2 separate regions of the Mus musculus genome follow, and region 2 is linked to region 1. The links are chromatin contacts, called in public HiChIP or PLAC-seq maps. All regions are on one chromosome and are shown on one strand. The core of a region is the stretch at or near the end of the contact, and the rest is flanking DNA. Distances in the headings are between cores, read along the strand shown. Region 1 overlaps Fn1 (fibronectin 1). Region 2 has its middle 55 kb from the start of Gm4319.

Region 1 (3,560 bases), core at 849-3,348:
TTAAGTTGCCACACAGCAAAGACACATAGCAGTACTTTCCGAAGAAACACATGCACGAAGACAAAAAAGACAAGGGGTCCTCAGTTTCCCCGGAGTGAGATATCTACACACTACTGCATTGCCATAATTCCATTCAGTGAACTCTACTTACAAGTGAGGGATTCATGCACAGTGGTTCTCAGCAATGTTTCTTACCATGCAGGGCAGAGAACCTTTAAGATGTTGCATGCTCGTCTCTAGACTGTGGTTAAAGAGGAGTTTCTTTACCCTGTAGAGCAGCACTATCCAGAAAGCCCTACGGCTCGTCGTCATCCTACCCTGAGATCTCCCCTTCTGTTCCACACTCATTTTTGGTAGGTGTTTTATTAGCTACAAAAGGAGCTTATCAAGGTAAGAGGAAGCACGCAGTGGCACACTTTGGAGGCCTGTCTTAGTGTAAATGAGTGCTCATTGTTCAGTTTGATAGTCATACTTTAAAAAAAAACAAACACCCTCAAGATCTGCAAATGTAATCTCCTTTGCATTTCATAAATCAGAGATCTAGAGCTCTTCCCCTTCACATCTGTTTGTGCTTTGACTGAAAGTGCTTGAGACTATTTACGCATACTTTCATGCAACCAGACTAATGTATCCCTTATCTCTGAGCGGGCCCCGTCTTCATCTCCGTAGCCAATCACTGGCTTGGAAACATCCAGATTTAACCACAGCGACTGAGCAGCATGCAACACCATCCATGTCTCAAACACAGAAGACTTCAAGATTCACCCGTTTGCTGTGTCAGTGTAGTAGGGGCACTCTCTCCGCCATTAATGAGAGTGATAACGCTGATGTCATAGTCAATGCCAGGCTCCAGCCCTGTAACTGTGTAGTATCCTACTGAGGAGTCCACAAAATCTTCAAAAATAGGGATCCCTTCTCCTGCCGCAACTACTGTGATTCGGTACCCGATAATGGTGGAAGAGTTTAGCGGGGTCCACCTCAGGCCGATGCTTGAATCAGTTATATCAACAAAGCTTAGGTCAGTGAGCTGGGGCACCTCTATTGAGTTACGAAGCAAAGAGGAGGCAAAAGAAAAGTAGAGGCAAAAAACAAAGGAAAAAATAAAGCAGTGTACATCAGGTGACCGGTAGTGAAATTGACGGAATGCTCAAGCAATGATGGTATATGCAATGTATCCCAAATTATCTGAAAAGACGTCCCAAGCATCATGAGTAATTTGCTCCCCTGGGAGACTAATGCAGGTTACCACATTCTTTCAGGGGCTTCCTCCCATTTAGAAAATGTCCCTGAATGGTACAGTTTTAACTTCTCAAGTGTTAAAAAAAATTAATCATAAACCCATTTACAATGTCAAAATCATTCTCAGAGCCTGAACTGATCTATAAAAGACACTAGCAATGTTGGCGGGGTGGGGGGTTGGGAGTGGGGAGAACACAAAACCTTTAGTAAGAAAATAAAATCTTCCAAAGGTTTTTTAAAAAAAAATTGGCTGGCTAATTGACTTATTTTCCATGTTCAAAAGCCATGATGGCATCATGACCATGGTATTAATCTATGTTGTGAATGTGCCACTCAAATGCACAGTCAGGCCAAGGCCAGCCAGCACAGAGCCCTGAGCCCACTCCACTGCCAACATTTTAATTCATGTAATTTAATTAGTATTCATAAATGCATAGCAAAATACTGCAGAGGGTAAGAGAGTCTGACCAGGGCTTTCAATCTACAGAAGACTGGGGACAAACAATGAACCTATCCCTAGACAGGCCTTTGTGACGCTGTCTTTCAATTCAGAAGAAAGCAAGCCATGGGGGGCCTGGCCTTTACTTCTTTCCTTTCTGTGGTTTTTCACCCCACTTGCAATTTTAAAAAGGATTTGAAGCTGCAAGATAAAGATTTGGATTGTCAACCAAGTGTGTTTCAGTGCTCACATATGGAGACAAAGGCTGTTTTCTAGATAACAGTTGGAGGTGGAGATGGACTGTAAAACCCGGGCACAAAAGCCCCAAAGGGATGCATTTACCACATTACTTTTAGCCTGTCAGCACTGGGTACAGACACGCGACACTGTTTAGTAATCTTTCCGTGTGAGCAAACAGTACAGAGTTAATGCCGTGGCCGCACTCATCAGGTACCCATGGCAACAAACAGCATCCCAGGGAAGCACAGATAGTGAAGCAGAGGAAACAGGAAAGCCTTCATCCAAACAGTTGCTTTTTGGCTTTGTGGTTTTGGAGAGCGCCCTGGGAGGTTGGCATTAAATCCCAACTGTATCTGACACACTCAGCTATCTCGGATTAAGATGCTTATCCCCATCGCTACTCAAAACTGCCACTCTAAGGATAACAGCTTATTTTTCTATTACCTGGGACAACGGTATCAGAGATAGGGGCACTTTCCTTGTCATCTTTGACAGTGTAAACACTGACGTTGTACTCCAGGCCAGGATTCAGGTTCTCAAAAGTGCAGGAACTCTGATCAGCATGGACCACTTCTTCCAGAGAGGTCCCCTGCTGCCCGTTCGTGGGGGTAGTAGTTATTCTGTAGCCAGTGATATCTGGAGTAAATGCAGAGAGGAAGTTACCATACAGAACCAATGTGACTCAGGGTATATTAAACTGTACACCAATGATGGACCTAGAGAGGAAAAGGTGGGACCAAGGGGCAGGGCTGTAATGTACCAACAGTCAGAAAGTAGGAATTACTCTGCCGGGTGACTAGTCCACAGCAACTTATGATAATTTCATAATAACTAGAGTCTGAGAGTGTCCAGCACTTAGACATGAATGTTTTAGATGGAAATGCTAACTCGATCATTCTACATTGCATCCATTGGGCGATCTTACAACCCATATAAATGTGTTAACTACAAAGTAAAATCATGGGACCTTTAACAAAGATAAGGAAATCTTAGAGAAGACCTGAGAGTTTCCTGTCTACAAATTCCAGCCTCTTTTTACTATTTTATCCTGTTTTTCCTTAATGGGCGACCTGTGGGAGAGCTAGGAAATCTACATTTTTTTTTTTGAATGCTCTGAGGTTGCTTTCCACTTAAACATTCTCCGAAGAGTGTAAAAGTTTGAACTATGGGAACGGGGGGGGGGGGGGGTAGGGGCTGGAGGGCACAGAACACAGAAGTGTAGATGCTCATTCTCGAAAACAAATATTAATCATAGAAGACTTCAGAATCATGAAAATTGGGCAGTGAAGGCATTAAAGGAAAGGAGATATCAATAAATCTAGTAGTGGCCAGAGCTCTGCAGGGCCAGGCTGGAAGAAGACAGAACAAGACTGACCCACTGAGAACAGGGAATGAGGGTATATCCTGTCAGTGGGGAGAAGGTGAACATTAACGTGTTATGTGCTAGGAAACCCAGTGGGATGGGAAGTCAATAACATTTCGGTCATTTGCTTTACGCCTGACCATTGAATGGGCAGGCCACTGAAACCAAAGATTGATGATCCAGCTGCCCAGAAGCAAGAACTTGTCAGCTTCAAGTTTCAAACCCAGAGAAACTTATCTGGAAACACTGTAGCTGTCACATTATACAATACATTGCCAC
Region 2 (3,531 bases), core at 932-3,431, 450 kb after region 1:
CCCATAGGGGCTAGAGAGGTGGTTAAGAATGCATACTGCTCCTGCAAAGAGCAGGAGTTCAGTTCCTAGCACCACTCAGACAACCCACAATGGCCTGTAATCCCAGCGGATCCAATCCCCTCTTCAGGCCTCCAGGTGCATTGTAGTCACATACACATACCCACATAAGTACAAAAATAAAAATAAAAATCTTCTTTTAAAAAAGATATAGACGGGTATGAAATTGTCTAAAAAGGAATAAAAATATATTTTAAAATACTATTCCAGCTTGCCAAGTGTCTAACAATTCTAATGCATTCGTGTTTGCTGGCTGACTAGCCGACTGGCTTGCTTTCTCTCTTTTCCATCTTATTACACAACATTTTTTTCACCCCTCCACCAGCACCACAGATTTATTGTTTTAGTATAGCATACTGTCCAGGTTGATTAGCAAATAGCATTCCCAGGTTTAACTCTGCAGTGTATACATTTGACAGTGGATTTTTTTTTCTAAAGTAAAGAAGAGAATAAATGCATTGCACATAGAACTAATGTGTCCAAGAACAATCCTGGACATAGTTTAAGAGAGGTGTTTGGTTGGATAGCAGCAGTCAGTAAGTAACAGGGCCACTGGACAATTGACTGAAATCTTCCTTTATAGCTACGTTTATTTAATCCTGAGTAGGAGAAAGAAATGTTTTAAAAGATAAGAAAAAAAAAAGAATCAAGAAAGAAAGCTGATGGAGATAATTTAGCATGCCATAATTGAGAGACATGTGGAGAGACATTTGGTATGGTTGAAGAAAGGGCATCTAGCCCTCACCATGCAAGACTCTTATCTCCTTCCATCCTACAGTCTCCATGGCTTTTCAGTCAACCATACCTACAAGCACTGCCTACGTCCCTGGAACATTCTTACTTTTTCTTCTTCTTCTTTTCTGTTGTCTAAGAAAACTCTCTTTCAGAAAGCAGCTCTTAGTGGTGTGTGTAGTAATGAAATTAAGTGAGGATGTGTCTTTGGCTTCAGAGAAATTACAGCTGAGATTCCATTCTTTTAAAGGGAGTGGGACACTAGGTTAAAGGTTATTTCCAGAAGTGATAAACATATGGAGAAAGCTCTTTCTGGAAAGTTATGAGCTCTATCTGTACCCAGATTAGTTTGGATACCGTGATGCTATTTTCGGTTGTCAACTGACTACATCTAGAATTAAATAAAACCGTAAAAGTGGAGTGACACACCTGTGAGAGATTTTTGCTTAATTTGAAGTGAGAAGATCTTCTTCCAATCCATACCTTTGAGGTAGGAAGACACACCTTTAATCTAGATCTTTTGAGCTGAGAAAACCTACCTCTAATCTGGGCCATACCTTCTGCTGGAAGCCTATGTAAAGGACATGTAAGAAGAAAGATTTTGTTCTTTGCTTGCTTGTTCTCACCTCCTTATCTCACTCCTTAGCAAGTCCATTCCTTCACTGACATTAAAACCTACTTCTTTGGGATTCCAGCTATACTGAAGACCAGTTGAAACACCCATCTCATGGACGGAACAATTACTGGGTTCTTGGAACTTTCCTTCATATGCAGTCATTTTTGGATTAGCTGGACCACAGCCTATAAGCTATTTAATAACACCCCTCCCCCATCTCTCTCTCTCTCTCTCTCTCTCTCTCTATATATATATATATATATATATATATATATATATCACTAAAGAACCCTGATGAATACGGACACACATGCACTGAATTTAGGAATAAAAGTCTCAAAGGGGAAAAAGAAGACAGAAAATGGAAGGTGGTGTGGCCAGCTTCTAGTTGTAAGATTATCCTGTAATATGTTCAGATGAAGATTAGTTTAGAGAAATGTCACTTAGGCAGGGAAACCAAAGTAAGGTAATATGTTTAGTGACAAACAGGAGCAATGGTTCAGAGTAGCCTGAAAGATTCCCAGGCATCCAAAGACAGATATAAACTAAGCACAATGGGAAAGAGTTGGCACTAGAAAGGGTGTAGTGTAGGAAATGCCAAACTGAGATGTGATCCTTATGGACAGAGAGCTTGATTCAAAGAGAGGCTGAACTACCAGGATGACTGAAAACAAAAGACTAATCGCATCAAAATGGTTGGCAAGGACAGAGCCACTCGCTCTCACACACTGCTAATGAGAGTGGCACATGACACAATCTCTAAGGAAAACTGCTTCTCAGCTCTCAGCTCTTTCAGGCTGTCTACCCATCCACCCTGTGATGCAGCAATCCCTCGTCTAGGTTCTTAGCCAAGAGAAACAAAAACATGCATTCTCATAAAGACTCATACAGGAATGTTTATAGCAGCCCTATTCGTAATTATCATAAATTGGATGCAAGCCAAATGTCCATCAATAGGAGAATGGGTAAACAAGTTGTGGTATATTCATACCATAACAAAAATAATTCTCTGTAATAAGAAGAATAAACTACTAATGCAAAAAACAACCTTGATAAATAGTAAAAATATTATTCTGGGGCAAGTTTTGGCAGTCTGCAGTTCACAGGCCCAATCTAGTTCACCATCTACTTTAAAGAAAGCACTATTGGAATCTGACCACGCCCACTCATTTCCATATTTTCTGCGCTTGCTATATAGCAGCAGCCCTAAGAGTTGAGAGACCAGAACTACAAAGCCAAGGACAAAAACATCACTATCGAGTTCTTTACATAAGACATCTGCCAACCTCTGTAGAAAAAAAAAAAAAAACCCACAGAAAAGTACATACTCTGTAATTTCCATTGTGTGAAATACAAGAACAGACCCAGACTAGCTCACATCAATTAGGCAGTGTATCAGTCTGAGTCCTCCAGGCAAACAGAGTCAATAGGATATGCTTTTATTCTGAGAATTGGATTATATCATATTGAAGCCCAGACACTGCAGAACATGTCATGTACAAATGAGAGAAGTAGAATTGCTGGCATAAGTCACAGAATGGGAAAACAAAACAAACAAACATCAAAAAGCCTAAATGTTGATGTCCTACTCCCCAGCAAAAGGAGAGGGAGGTGGGAACTATTTCATCCTCTGACATTTTCTTCTCTTTGGTCCTTCCATGAATCTCTTAATACAGATCTATCTTCATTCAGCATAGCAATTCAAGAACTGGTCCCTTCTGAAAACACCCTCATAGACATACCCATAAACAAGGTTTTACCTAGTATCTGGGTATCCCTTATCACAGTCAAGTTAATTTATAAAAGTAGCCATCACACAGTAAGAGAGAATTCACAGAAAATACACACACACACACTAAATAAATATAAAAAAAATCTTCTGGTTCATAAATTTCACAAATTGATTTAAATCATGCTGTACCTTTGTTTTAATGGGTTATAATACAACACTTTGAGGCTGTTTTTATAGAAATCAGAATCAATTCAGTATAATTGGACATAATTTTGACTCGCAGAAGATTTCTAACTATGGTCACGATGCCCACATCTTATTCCTCTACCATGGAGAGACCTAGGGCTTCCTCATTCACTCCAGTTACTCATTCAGCAAGCATGGCCACGGGCTC

What was found. HiChIP or PLAC-seq counts read pairs in DNA pulled down with a chosen protein or histone mark.
Region 2: an H3K4me3 HiChIP or PLAC-seq map of embryonic basal ganglia shows a contact between it and region 1, with 4 times the contacts expected there. The contact joins two enhancer-like sites. A contact is called at or near these places in 1 of 484 Hi-C or Micro-C datasets (bone marrow-derived macrophages), 1 of 115 datasets of contacts at active chromatin or transcription factors (embryonic basal ganglia) and 3 of 9 other capture datasets (adipose tissue, liver and pancreatic islet).

What each region holds. Positions count from the first base shown.
Region 1 is chr1:71,612,998-71,616,557 of GRCm38.p6, forward strand. It overlaps Fn1 (fibronectin 1), which reads right to left. Exons shown (of 46, transcript NM_010233.2): 24 at 2,363-2,554; 25 at 766-1,038. Among named protein-coding and RNA genes, the nearest start is that of Fn1, 38 kb to the right of the region's middle. Within about 2 kb of position 2,099, at least 24 of the 459 cell types and tissues checked have an H3K27ac peak or open chromatin away from gene starts, as enhancers often do. A contact at or near this core is called in embryonic basal ganglia, where this site is marked.
Region 2 is chr1:72,067,095-72,070,625 of GRCm38.p6, forward strand. No RefSeq gene overlaps it. Among named protein-coding and RNA genes, the nearest start is that of Gm4319, 55 kb to the right of the region's middle. Within about 2 kb of position 2,182, at least 48 of the 459 cell types and tissues checked have an H3K27ac peak or open chromatin away from gene starts, as enhancers often do. A contact at or near this core is called in embryonic basal ganglia, where this site is marked.